Regions from separate parts of the Anas platyrhynchos genome. Here region 1 is linked to region 2. Evidence: chromatin contacts called from public Hi-C data. All regions are on one chromosome and are shown on one strand. Each heading gives the region's core, a stretch centred on a gene start, on an enhancer-like site or on the middle of the called end of the contact. The rest is flanking DNA. Distances are from core to core; before and after follow the strand shown.

Evidence for each region. Hi-C and Micro-C count contacts between places; a contact is called where the count stands out from the background.
Region 1: a contact with region 2 is called in a Hi-C map of skeletal muscle, with 2.0 times the contacts expected there. The contact joins two enhancer-like sites. A contact is called at or near these places in 2 of 8 Hi-C or Micro-C datasets (skeletal muscle and subcutaneous adipose tissue).

The regions. Positions count from the first base shown.
Region 1 is chr15:3,132,085-3,139,820 of IASCAAS_PekinDuck_T2T, forward strand. The region is part of intron 4 of LOC106019534 (a long non-coding RNA gene); the gene reads right to left. Among named protein-coding and RNA genes, the nearest start is that of SOCS1, 32 kb to the left of the region's middle. Within about 2 kb of position 2,372, at least 4 of the 8 cell types and tissues checked have an H3K27ac peak or open chromatin away from gene starts, as enhancers often do.
Region 2 is chr15:3,081,693-3,088,722 of IASCAAS_PekinDuck_T2T, forward strand. No RefSeq gene overlaps it. Among named protein-coding and RNA genes, the nearest start is that of RMI2, 6.6 kb to the left of the region's middle. Within about 2 kb of position 5,564, at least 5 of the 8 cell types and tissues checked have an H3K27ac peak or open chromatin away from gene starts, as enhancers often do.

The DNA.
Region 1 (7,736 bases), core at 1,122-3,621, 47 kb after region 2:
AATATAAGAGTGCAATTAACTGGATTTCTTGACTGCTAACTGGTACGACCAATTAACATGTGTTTCCAATTGCCAGGTTTTGCAAAAGAGATGTGCTGAATGGTGAAGAAAGTCTCTTAGAAGCCATATGGTGTTGCAGTTAATGTAAGTGATCATATGTATTTATGTAACTAGCACACATGGAAAAATAGCATATCAGCTAAAGATTTACTTTGGTCAAAACTCCCCTTCAAGCTGCATGCTTGATATGAGTTGATCTTTCAGACAGTGACTTTATTTTTATCACTGCTGTAATTAGTTTAATGGGTTGGTCTGAATTGGACAAAAGCATAAGCCTCAGCTCTGGAATGAAGTAAGAAAACATTTTTTTCCCCTTAGTGGAGTATGTTGGGTTGCTCTGATCTGTATCACAAGACAATGTGTGTTGAGCCAGCAGGTCTTTAAAGCCCTGATTCATGCAGGAGCCTGCTGAGGTTAACTCTGACAATTGCTGAGCATGCTCTGCTGTTAAACAAGCAAGAGGTTGTTGAAGTCATAGGTAGTAAAGCACTTTATTCTCCTTTTAGGCATTTCTTTTTTCAAGACCCACCCTTCAAAATTGGTTTACACTCCATCTCTGAGTATAAACAAGGTCTTGGCATAATTCCAATCACATGCCAGAAACAGCCTGGGATCTAGGGACCCTGTTCCTGGCCAACTGCAGTGAAGAACACAGCAGAGCTAGTGTGCAAGGGCAAATCATGAGTGGCTTCTAGGGTGGCTGCACACAGGCACAGATCTTGGCTTTAGTCATATTGTGCACTAATCAGGCTAGCAACCTGCTGTGCCTGCATTTGACAGGGACAGACTGACTGCAGACCTGTTAGTTGGCATCAGGAACAGTATCAGTTAGCACACATACAGGGATAGGTAGCTTCATGCATCAATGAAGAGGATCCAACCTTTGATAACAGCAGCAGATCCTTCACAAGTAACACTGAGGGCTGTTGCTTTAGGCTAAAACAAATGACATTAGTAAACCATCCCACTGTTTAGAAAGTGTACACTCTTCTGTTGATATTGTGTGTGAAGAGTTAGGCACTAGCCTTCCCACAGTGAGATCAAGCTCGTTATTAAAGGCTTCATCTGTCCTGGGATTTTAAGTCTTACCCTCAAGCCAAACAGCTCCTTTAATCACAAGACTGCCAACTAGCAAAGGGCAAGTCAAAAATTTGGTCTTTAATGAAAAGAGTGTGTAAGGGCAAACCATGACGCAGCACAAATTTCACACTCAGCTGTGATGCTCTTCTTCAGCTTTCTGCTCTCAGCCCTGTCTCCTGGCAGCATTATATCTTGTTCCTTTTCCAGTTCTTTAACCTGGGCCTAACCCGTCAACAAACCAAAATCTCCTCTGTGCCTTGAGGAGAAACACAAGCAAGTATTTACACCATTTTAGTTGTCTCAAAGACAAGAGCATATCAAAAGTTTGTCTAACTAAGAATACATGAAGTTCTTCCTGTCTTCTACATCTTTGACTGTCAGCCCTACAACTGTCCCAACAAAGGAGACAAGCAGAGTGATGCCCAGTATGGAGTCAGCTCTCCCCTCCAGTTGGAATTAACTGTTCTAGCCTGAGGCACAGCCAGCTCAGTGCCTTCCCAATCACCTGATGCTGCTGGACTCCATCACAACCCTAGAATCACGAACAAGGGCTTCTCCATTTAGGCAGACACCAGTCTCTACTCCAGAACATGATGTAGACACTGAGAGTAACAGCTTTATGCTTCTGATGAATTTCATATCTTCTCTCATATAAACACGCCTCTGCTTTTTCCTTTTAACCACTTGGTACCAATTTGCTTAAACTAATAAAGGAAGGGCTTTGTACTTGCAGAATTAAAGAAATATGATCCTTAGGAAGAAAAACCACACACTTCCCCACATCCTGGGCAGCTGTGAGATCCTCTACATGCTATTAACTCACTTTCTACACAGTTTACTTTCAAACTCAACCATTCATGAAGAACATCCTTGTCTTAATTGCCTCACATCAACCTGAACCCAAAATTTTCTCAATGCCTCTTACTCGTGTGTTCCAACGTAACTGTGGCAGAGACTGCTGACATCTTCTTTCATCAGCATGAAAACAAGTTTTGTCTAAAGGCTTATGGTACCAGTTTAGAGTTGTTTGCACATCTATTTATGACAGCATTCCATGCATCCTTCCTCAAGGTTAACTGGAAAATCCCAGAAACTAAGAGGTGCCAGGCAGCCACCAGCTGTCCCAGCAGGTCAAATCTTCCAGTACATAAGCACCTCTGTGGCACACATACCAGTTTGACCTACAGGAAGCACAGATTGTTCCCAAATTACAGAAAGCTCAGCTGGTACTAACAAGAACTTCAGCCAGAAGAGTACACTGTGTGCAGGCAACAGCAGCTCACTAGATGTTACAGCACTCTTAAGAGATAAGATTAAAGATATCACATGTGCTTTGTGCTAAATGATTTAGTCAAATGCTGGCAGAAAACCGTTAACTCTTCCCTGAACATTTACTGGGAAACATAGCCAGCAATTCAGAGCAGAACACTTCAAGGCTGCGTCCATATGCCAGATGCGACTTTGCTAGTAGCACAGACAGTGGGAGTTAGTTTGTATTCATATTTAGTGTGCTCCCACATAATTAAGGAACTCTACAGAGGAAAGGCATCTATGAGTAGGAGCAGATTAAATTCTCCAAGCAGAGCTTACTACGAGGACTTAAAAACAAACCCACAAGTTCAAAGGGGAGTGGAGAAAGCACCCCAACAGACATGACCTGTCCTGGTGCCCACTCCAAAGTGATACAAGGTTCTGGGGAAAAACTCAGTCCTCTCACAGCCTCAAAATTAGGCACTTCTTGCTGGTTTCAGGTTATGGCCTCTTCTCTCTCACAGGATTTTTAGCACATGCAACTGTCAAAAATCTGAGGATATGGAAAACATCTCTTCTGCATTAGCTTCTCCTTCAGCTTGAATGCATGGGTAGGAAGAACTGAACTAGTCAGCTGAGCTAGAACTATAAGCAGCTTCTCTGCACTGCAATTGCTTTTGTGGTCCTTGCTGCTTGTTCTGTTTGCTTTTTGCTCAGGTGATGGGAAGGAAATGAAAGGAGAGAAGATGTAACCAAAGGTGTTTGCACTGAGAGGCTGTTCTTTCTCATGCATTTTTTCATATCATCACAGCATGAGATTTTTCCAGCAGCCCACTATGAATGTTGTAAATCCTTGCGTTAACAAGGATCAAAGCTCCTGCAGCCCTAACTGACAGGCCTGGAAACACTATCCCATGGGACATTGCACAAGACCACAACCATCAAGTCCTATTTAAACACTGATGCTCCAACAGGTGCAGACCATTTTCATGCTTGTGGTCTAACATACATCAGCTTGATGTCATGTTGCTAAAACAACACAATGCCTGCTAACTGTGGGCCCTTGGAACATGCAGTTACCCTGCCATTCAGGAAGAGGTGAAAGGGCAAGCAGTCCTTGCAAATGCCTCCAACAGTGAGATTTATGATTCATGATTGAGCATGATCTTTCCCTTGTGTTCATCCTGCACCAAAAGTTAGAATTGTATGAGAAAACTAATAATCAGATATCCTGCTATATCATCTGTCATGCATGGAACTGAACATGTATTTTTTATCCAGGACACTACCAGCACCTCATTTACAGACAATTCTAAAACCAATCAATCACTGAAGATGAAGAAGTAGAGTTCTTCCTGTTATAAGCCAGGATGTTCCTGTGGGGAAACCAAACCTTCCAACCAACAGAGAACTGCATGGCAAGAGAAGAATTTGACAAAGCTGCGGGATGAATAAATGAAAACCGTAATGTTGTTGGGTATAAATGAGCATGGATGAAAACAGCAGAATGGTTTCAAAAGAGCTAGTCTGCAACTCATTAACCATGCAAAAGCATGCACAACTGCCTCTGGTGACCTCAGGTTTGAGAAGTAATCCAAAAATGGGATAGAGTAAGACATCAGAGAGAAAAAAGTCAAGGGGTGACCTTGATGTAGCTTAGCACTCAAGAAATAGCAGATGAGGCTAAAGAACAGTCCACATCTCTGGATCAGACTCTAGAAATTGACAGGATTGAGTAAAAGTTGTGAAACTTACAGTTAACTTTGGATCCCGCTGGTAAACAAATCTTTTGGTCTGGAGTCTCAAACTTCATGGCTTGCATTTGGCAGCTTTCTTTTCTTCATAAAATTTGTTTTTGTTTGGGGTATTGGCTGTCTTGTTTTTAAGAACAGACTAAGAATTTCATATCAAAAAATATTATGAATCCATTATGAATCTCAGCGACTTGGTAACATTGTCACTGGAATCAGGCAGGGTTTCTGCTGAGCATCCTGTTCAAGCCATCACCCATGCCTTTGTCTGAGTGCAGGTATGTGGAGGTCCAGCTGCAGCACTCTGGGTGCTACATGACTTCCTGGTGCTTCCAGCTGACCTGCCCTTGCTTTCCTTTGAAGAGACAAGACCCAAGAAGCAAACTCTGGCCAGCTTGCTGCCTGTCACCTCTCTTACCTGCCACTGTCCAGAGGGCTGTTTTAGTGTGGCTGCTAGTGAGGAGAGGAAACTGCTGAGCAAGGAGGAAATCTTAATCTATTCTTTCCTACCCTGAGAAAGTAGTAATGCTCTGGGAAGAGAGGGGTTAGCTGCTCTTTGGATGAAGGAGACTGTGGCCTGTAAAGAGAGGGGTCTCAGACTCCAGCTCCAATCCCTGTGGCTGCAGATGTTGGACAAGCCCTTGCCAATTAAAGAAATGACACAACTTCCTATTGCAAAAGAGTCCAAAGGTTAAAAAAGAAGGCAAAAGTAACATAGGATAAGAACACTGCATACAGCCAAGTCCTGCTGTAGCCAAAGTAAAAGTTAACTAAGTTAGAGTCGTTAGAAAATCATAACGTTATTCCACTTTACAGACTGGTAGGTGACTTGCCCAAGTCGTCAGGTAGGTCAGTAGTACATGTAGACCCAAACTGGGAGGTATCAGTTAAATATAAACATGCCCAGCAGACCTGGATACTAAAGAGTCTAGATGTGTTTCACATTTACTAAATCAGTCTAAAACAGTTCGGGGGATTTATGCTCTGAGTGCTCATTTTTCCCCACAGAGGGAGCTTAGGGTACACAGGTCCATGCTGTGGACAGCTAATACTCAAGGAGGGGAATCCTACCTCTGCTCTCCTGCATCCAGAAGCAAGGCACTGTGTGAGGGTGCCAGCTCCCTTCAGCTGCAATTTTTGAGAAGGAAAAGAGGAAAGGGGGTAAAAAAAGCATGGGGGTGGGAAGAGGGAGGCAGTTTCCAAGAAGAAAACAAAGAATCTATTCAATCAAAGGAAAAAGCAAAGAAAGAAGTAGCCCAAGGAAAACTTGGCCTCTGAAAAACAATGGACCAGGCTGAAGAAGGAAAACATGAGTAGCATAGGCATATGGTTTACTTCTTTTTTATTTATTTATTTTTTATGTTAGAACAAGTGATTTACTGGATTTTGAATTTCCTTTCGAAGGAAGCTGCTATTCCTATCACTGCCCTCTCTTAGAAGCTTCCCAAACTGATGGCAAAGAAGTGCCAGCATCCTGTTCCTAAGTCAGCCCCTCCAGATGTTGTTGATACCTTGCGTTCCTCAGAAAGCCATTCACAGGTACACACAAAGCTGCCTGCTCTCTGCTGCAGGTGGTACACTTACATTCCTTCAGGTGACCTGATCAGCTCAGCTCCCGGCTTGGTGCATTAATCCCCAGCAGCAAGCCTCTGCATTTTTGGGAGGACGGAGGAATAGTTAGTTTCTGCAGGGATTAAAAAAGAAGTTTGGAATAAGAAATTCAGTTCCCTTTTCCTTCAGCCTTGAGGTTTAAGTTGTGCATTAGTTATGATGACACTGGGTCCCAAGAGGAGGCTTAGCAATAAGCCACAAATGAGCAGGGAGCAGCATGACCAATGCGCCAGCACAGCTTTTAGTGCTCTGCAAGGAAATCTTCCATGTGCAGTGCTTGGACACATTCAGCAGCAGAACATGGCATGAGTGACGGGGACCTACCACCGCTGACATACAGTCAGCAAAGGACACTGCTTTGGTAATTAGCTGATAGCAATTTTGTTATTGCCCTGTAGCATACTGCTGCGGGTGTCTGCTTAGAATCACAAGTTACCTTCACTGATCACATGACAGGCATGCTTAAGCAAGACAGATAGGATGTTGTAAACCTCCTGTTCCTTGATTCCTTTTCAAGCTTGATTGCTCTAACTGTTGTATCCTGCTGTGCTTCCCCAGCACTCTTGCTTTCACCTGCATTGCTAATTTTGCATTTGTAATATCAGTCATCTTATTTTTATTTCCTTTACACAAGTACAAAAAGAGTGCTTTATGCACAGCCCTGGAAGCTGCATGAGTTCCTTATGAAGTTTTGTAGCTGTTCCAGCTCAGGTGACCTGGACGCAAAAACCTGTGCCATGATTCAACACCCTGATGCGTAACACTTTGCTGTCACTGTCACCTCACACACTCCAACCCCATCTCAGCCTCTTTCTCTCCAGAGAGGGGTGATGCCTCTGCAGTCTCCAGCACAGACAAGATGACACACACAAATGATTTTATGAATGTTATTCATAAAAGGCTCATCAGAGTCTCTTCATCTTTAAATTATGATTTAAGGGTGGGGATGTTATTTCACTAGTAAATAAATCACATGCTATAACTTGATGGCAGGTTTTAAAAAGAAACCACCCTACAGCACTTGGAGCAGCTGTCTAGCTGTTTTTCCTCCTGAGCTTGCATGCTGGCCCCAGAAACAAAGCTGCTGAGCCCATGCCAAGTCATTGTTATGCCAGGACGAACACTGAGTTCTTCTCTGCTCCTGACATAAGGCAGCCCTGCAGTAACATGACTGTTTTGCAAGTCCTTTCCTACCCAAGAGAAAATCCTGAAGCAGCTGGGATCTCCATCACCATCAAGCTATTTCATTCATGTGACTGGAGGAGATTTGTGCCGGCATTTTGGGGGAAAATGCTGAAGTCCTACTTTCTCCCCACAAGAAGGATTTAGCTGACTAGATAAGACACACAAAGAGATCTAAGCGAGTGTTGTTCCTCTTTCCCCTCCCCCCCCAAGTCATTCTTGCTCACAGCACCTGAATTTGGGCTGTTTTCATTCCCATGGATGACGTTTGGAGTGCACAAAAATGCTTGTGAAGAATAAGGGAGAGGCTACAGTCTTCTGGGACTGAGCATGGCAGAGGACCACCAGCGCATTGCTCCTACTGTTATTTGCGGTCAGCGGGTAAAATCAGCATCTTGGCCAGAGCTAGATGTTGAGAGGAGCAGGACAGGAATCAGAAGCTCCACTGTGTGATTTTTGTTCAGCTTGGCACTTGTGCTCTATAGCTTCCCTTAGTGAGATTGGCATCGAGTCTTTCCTGACGGACAGGTAGTAGGGAGGAGACTACTGCACCATTTCTTGCTCCTTCCCAAGTTAGTGCAATGTAGCAAACCAGAAATAATTTTACTTTTGTTCTTCCAAAGCCTACCAAGCACAGAGAAAGCTCACAATGAAAGCCCAGAATTTGCTCTTGGTTCAGCATTTTTATTCCAAGCCTCCTGTTGCCATTCGTCAGATTTCTCCTCCACCAGCTTGTTTATTTTTCTTAATTAAGCTGTCACATATCCTCAGTTTTGGGGGTAAAGACTCAGCCATAGGCCT
Region 2 (7,030 bases), core at 4,314-6,813:
AGAGGATTTTGGTCAGAATACCGCAGCTGTGAAGGAGCTGACAGCTGCACCCCGTGTATGGCAGAGGGAAAAACAGCATTTGTCTCAGGCACCTCCGCAGGGAGGGTGAAAACCTCAGCTTGTGCAGCCAGCCTTAACATGAGAAACGATTCCTTTGCTCTCACTGCCACGCAAACTTACCCAGTTCCTGTCACTCAGCACGCATCCCTACCGCTGGTAGTCTATGGGCGATGAAAGCAGTGCAATGCTCTCCAGCTTAGCTGACTCATTTCATTTACAAAGAATACTTAGAGGAAATGCTTAGAGAGTTCCAGTTGTGTTCTGCAGAAGTGGGTGTCACCTGTTTATTCCTTTCTATGCTACAAATATGCCTGGTGAGTAACTGAAATAAATCCACATACTATGAGTAGGAGTATGACATGGTGAAAGAAGAAAAAAGGAATAAATCACTGTATTTACAAGTACTGCTTGCTGCCCTGGAAATGGTCTGTGAAGCTGGCTTCCAGATGGGCTTACACAAATTTCTGCATCAACATAAAAAAAATAATAAAAAAATAAAAATAAATCTTTAAAACAGTAAATATGAATGGCATCCAAAGCATTAGATCTCAGTACTGACTGAAGTGAAGCCAGTAGCTAGGAGACTTTAGAGGTTCCACTTTTTTGACTTCACTTTGCTTCATAAAAGAGCTGGATGTTTAGGAGCAGCTTAACAAGACTGGAGAACCCCTGTCAGCAGTGCAGGGGAATACAGATTGCAGCATCCTCCCTGGACAGCTGCTGCTGGCATGCTATAAATATCCTCCCATGACCATCACCAGCATCCAGCTTATCCACTAAGAGTGAGAACAGAATCATTTTCCTAAAGAAAAGCAACAAGAAGAGTGACATTTTATTTTCAAAATCTTAAAATCTGCTATGTCAGATACTAGAAAAATACATAAAGGCCAGTGAGGATGAGAAGTTACATTCAACATGGAGCACACCTTGGCATGGTTCTACAAGATTCAAGGTTTGTTCAAAAGGTTATGAAATAACTTCCTTGTGCCTGTAGGGAAAGGTAAGACCTTGAAAAATTGTTGAATTTTCAAGCAGGCCAGGGCTTTCTCAGGTCCAATCAAAGACAATCTCTACTGCTACAAGCCTTACTTTGCTTAAACATAAAACTTTTCAGCTACATCATCACCACTCAGGCTAATTTAAATTGGTACAATGTTAGAACGAGATTAAAAGCAGGTCAGAGTCTTATTATAATGACTCAGGGATTTTATAGCCATCTCACATTCAGCACATACCTGCATTAATTCAGGAAAAAATGTTTTGGAAGTTTAAGATGAATGTCAAGCTCTTTGAAGAGGAAAGTTTGAAGCGAGCTTCCATAGAGACTGAATAAGAAGCCTGAACTGAGGAAGCCCACGTGTCTGTTGCTGCATCAGGGAAGGTTTTTGCAGTCTTCAGGAGACACATAAAGCAGACACCAGGTTCGGTACCTGCCAAGCAGACCAGTCAGCTGGTGTATTATCTGGTTCCTCGTCACTGAAAAGTTGTAGAAAAAAGTTAATACTCACTACTCTCTGTGCTTTAGCCAGTGTTTTGTACTTGTATTCCCATCTTGAAGTAGGGAGTGAAACTAATTTTTTAAGTGACCCATAGATCGTGGAGAAACATCTAAGTCACAAAATGGGGTGACTGTCCTTAGCTAACCACATTTTTCTCTGAGATCAGAGCATCTCCATGTAGAATGTCTGCACTGATTTTCTATGGAGCTGTGACTAAAGCTTTGCATGTGTGATTGCTTGGGGATGCCAGACAAAAAGGACCCTGCTCTGGACACTGGCACAAGCAGCTCTGGAGTCCTCTTTGGAAACTGTTCATGAGGGACTGCTCTCCTGACTCCCCTGGCGCTGGCAGTGATACTGGCAGGAATAGCAGAAATGGCCTCGTATGGGAAGAAATGTGCTAGGTACAGGCTATACAAAGCCTATTTATCTCTTAATATGTCTGAGAGAAGATACAAAATGGTAAATAAACTCACAGATTTCTTTCTAAATGATGACATACAGTGTGTAGTTGCTGAAATATGTTTTCACATTCTAAGGCTTCTTTAATTTATTGAAAAATCAAAACACACGAGATCTCGTGAGCCAACTGGGAGACATCCCATTAGTTCAGCTTAGAAAACCTCTGCAACTCATGTGAAAATATCACATTTTAAAATATAATTTGACATTAAAATGTCACAAACTGCCTCCACCTCCTGATTTAAGTCATTTTTGTTCAAAGTTTCAAGTTTGTATTCTGCACAGCACCTGACATTAAACACTATACCGAAACTCTCTAATTAAGACCCATCTTTTTCCACTAGGTCCAGAATATACAGGTTCAGATATGAGTTTGAGGGAATGAAGGTCAGACTTTTATTGTTGGCATTTGAAATCTTGCACAACCATCGCTGACAACTTATCCATAAGTACCTCATCTCATACATTATTCAGAGACAGGAATTTGGGGGTTGGCACTCTTTTTCACTTAAGGTAGATATATCTGCTGGTTTTAAAAGATTTTCATCAGCTCATGCCAGTGAGACTCTATAACCCATGTTGAACTATGTTGAACTATGAACTAAGTAGGAAAACAAAATGAACCAGAGGAACATAAACAGAAATTAAGAGGACCCACTTCAAGGGAAAATGATAAAATCACTTATGCACAGGCGAGCTGACCTTTCTGCTGGTTGTGATGAAGACTGCAATGAGGCAACAATATAAACATTGATTTATCTCAATAAATGTAAAAAATTAATAATGAATGGTATTCAAAAATGTTTGATGGTTTTGCCAGGTGGTTAAAATGTACGCAGTAGTGTAACACAGTGGTTGTTTCTAAAGGCACCTCTTCATATAGCAAACTAAATAACAAAACTGGGACTTGAAATTCAAAGATAATCAAAAAACAGAAAGTGATTCTTCAGGGATTCAAATATATTGAAACCAATAACTAAGCAAGCCTGTCATGAAAAGCAGCAATAGATGATAAAGACAAAACCAGCATGCCTTATTTTCACAACCTGAAGAGGCCATAAAACCAGACTTGCAGTAGAGAACTCCATTGCAAAAGCCAGCTGTGCTCATTAATTCAAAACAGAAATTGGCAGTACTTTAAGAGCCAACTAGGGGACATCAGCTTGCCATAGATGATGTCTAAGTTCCATGGAAATGTCACATAGAATAAAGTGACTGTGCAGAGCAGGCATGAAAATGTGTGCATGTTTTTGCTTGCACCTTTGGAGTTTTGATGTTCCAAGCATCAAACACTTATATTCAAATAATTACAAATATTGTCCAGGAACATCTGAAGCTCTGTGGCTCTGCTACAATTTCAGCCGGTATGAATTTCAGACAATAGACACTTCAGAATGGAAAAGGAGAGCACGTGACCTCAGATTTGCAAGGTAAAGCTCATCAGAGTACTCAGGCCTCATTGCCGGTTACAGTCTCATTTACAAGAAATGCACAGGGTGAAAGTGAAAGGTGCAAAGCAGTTTCTTTCTCTTACCCACAGATCTCTGTACTTCGACTATGCTTTACCTAAATTCTTTTAAAACACAGTACAGCGATTACTAGCAAACAATCTTAACAGATGTGGGTTAGATATTTTCATTTTCATTGTTTACATAGATTTTAAGGTAGAGGGAGAATTGTGATCTTCTAGTTGAACCTATTGTTTGACAGAGACCACTGGTTTATTTGCATTTGGGGACCTCTGACTCTTACTTGGCTGGGAACTCAGGGGTTTTGGTCCATACCAAGCCATGAGGGCCCCAGCAGGGCCCCAGCAGTCACCAGTGGGAGTAAGGAAGAGGGAGTGCAGTCAGAATGGCCTTCATGCTCCCTGCCATTTGAGCCAATCCCTCTTACACTTTCCTTGTCCGAAGCAAGTAACTAGGTGAACATCTGGGTAATGGCAAAAATATTCGTCATATCTTTTTTTTTTTTTTTTTTTTTCTTTTCCCTCCAGCCAGAATGGTTAACTATGGTTAACCTTACAGATAAAGGAATTCATAGTTCAGGGCAGACATAAATGCAAGTAGGCTGGCTCCAATCACTCCCAAGTTCCACTGCTTCATCTTTCCTGGTAAAATTAAGCATTCAGTCATACAGGTTAGATTCAACATATATAGTAATTTATGGATAGAAGAAAAAAACAAAACAAAACAAACAACAACAAAAAAACAACACTTTGGCTAGCCCAGTTAATTATAGTAAATGTTACCTGCAGAACCAGCATTGCTTGGTATCAATCTACTGATTGATTCTTCTGCCTTGGGACCTGTTCTGACAGCTAAGCAGTGCCGAGAGATGCTACATACTTTAAGCCATCTGTGGTATCAGCCTGATTGAGAGTTGCAAGTGACTTGCAAAATCAAGTCTGGTAGGGACACTCGTTATTAAGAAAGTCCCTAAAGTCAGAGAAGTGAGCATTCAAATAGCAGCACATTTTACTCATAGGTGGCAGCATTCAGTGAATGCCCCTTTCGTTTTTGGCTACTTTCCCTTCTGTTTCTTATAAAGGTCATTGTACTACCCTGGATTCCATCTGGATACGTTATCTGGGGAAAACAGAAATTCCACCAAAGGAAACAGAACTGAAAGCAATTAGAGAATCTTCTTCATTCATCCTGAAATCTGTGAAATAGATTGATGTGTTTCCTTCTGAAGGCTGCATTTCTCAGCTTTAAAACAACTGTGCTCACTCCACCACTGCTTCTGTGGTCTTCATCACACAGCTGTGGAGCATTGCCAGCTGATAACATTTGTAAAGACCACTTCCAAAGTCATGAAAGAGGCAGTGCTGCATAGTTCTTACTCCTAAACTGTGGTGGAAATTTAAGATTCTGGTTTTGAATTCAAAGGAGTTTGCATGTTTTGCAAGCTGCAGTTTAACTTATCTTGAACTATAGAGTTTATGGTATGTAATTGTGCATTTTATGGCCTGTAATCTTGCATTAAGCCATGTGAAATTCCTGGTACATGAAAAGGAAAGGGTGCATTGTTGCTTAATCAGTATAAAGTAACAGACAGGCTTTAGCAGAGCTGCTTTAATCTTTCCCAGTAGCCCTCTCTCTTGCAGGGAAAACTGAAGGATCAGTTTCCATCATAGCTTCCATTTGCTGGGTTGCATTCACACTGTTGTATTATCTATAAATGTCTCGAGTATACAGCACTTCAACCTAATACCTTGGAAGTCATACCTTCTTGTTGCAGCTCTAATTAAGCAGACTGTGCATTGCAGAAGGTGAGAAATGATCAGGCTCTGCAAAACAGACCCATGGCAGGTCACATCCTGGGGCAGCCCAGTTGTCCACCTAGCTCAGGCAGGAGAAAGCTGCTACCCCCTGTTCCCAGCTTTTACCAAGTGCTACAGCTTGAATTGCCAGTTTGGCTTCTGTGGAAGCAGGTTAGCTCTGATCATAAAAGCATAAGGTGAAGGTGGGATGAGGCATCTGGATTGCAAATGCAGACCTAGAAAGCTCTGAGCTTTGCATAAGCTTGGCCAGATGCCTCAGGAGGAAGGAGAGTTCCCCTGATTGCAGAGCAGACGCTGATCATGCACTGCTTGGGACTGACGTACTTCCTGCTTCCCCCCCCCCCCGTTTTTTTTTTCTTTCTCTTTTCTTCCTTCAGCGCTCACAGACCCTGCTATAAAGCGGTCTCATTAAGAAGGAAAAGGAACTCTTTTTCCCTCTGCTGCAATTATCAAGTGACAGATGACTTAAACCTGGGAGGCAAGGCAGCTGCATATTTCTACAGACAGGAAATGTTGCATGGTCACACAACATTGCAAACACAAAAACTGGGACTGCTTCTATTTAAGCCTCTGCCTTGGTTCTGTGAAGGGATCAGACATAAATCCTAAACACAGGCTTGATTTGCTAACTTCCCTAGAGCTTAGAGATAGACTTCTTTCTTGCTCAGACCTGTTGTCAATTTTAGCATTTATTGGCTGTTATAGCAAAGACTGAATACTCATTTAACCTCACCAGGATACAATCTGTACTTGCACTATATTCCAGGAAACTGTAGTTCACATTTTCACCTTAAATACAATTACCTATAAAGCATTTTCAACATAAGACATTAATTCAGTATGTTTTTCTTTCCCGTAGTTTTGCTACAGTTTGATCTTTATGGGACAATTGTCACTATTTTTGCAAACTGAATGAAATATGGTGCTTTGAAAAAAAAATCTGGACCTTGCCACAAGCCTATAGAAGGAAACATTATCTGGTTATCCTGTGAACTTGCATTAGTGCCCAAAAAAAGGCATTTGAAAGTCCTTGAGTTACACAGGGAAAGAATGGGACTTTCCTTCAAGCCTGCAGGTTGGGGCATTGATTTGAGAGAGGTGAGGCACTGACTCCTGGCTCAGTTTCAAATACCACTTATGTACTTTACCTAATAACTGCTTAATGTACAATATGTAACAGCACTCAGAAGAGACACCAATATCCAGTGTTTCCCACTCATAGGTGAGCAGTCTACCTGTTAAGCTCCAAGTTTCTCTTGGCTAACAAATATTCCTTCTTCCCTTTTGATGCAAACTCTGCTTTGCAGTTAAGACACTTTCCAGAAAACTGACATTTTGCCTGCCATCATGCTAAGCAAGGACAGAAATCTCAGTTTTCCATATACTAAAGAGGTCTAAGTAGTAATAATCTGCCCCAGCAACATTCTCTCAGCTTGCTTGTTTTTTTCAAAGACTGCCATTCTTCAAAGACCTCATTTTGAAGAACTTAACTCTCGAAAACTATGATTAACGTGCATAAACTGAAAAAGTTTCAGGCATACCTTTGTGGGCAATAATACCTTACTGACTGCTTGCACAGCATGCTGGCTGCTTTGGACCTGCTGGTAGAGGAGCTCAACTCTCACCGTGCAGTGCAGCAGTCCACAATACTGCTCCAACACATTATCTCAGGAGCTTCACAATTTTATGCTCAGTGTTATGGCATGCTCCTTTCTTGGCTTTC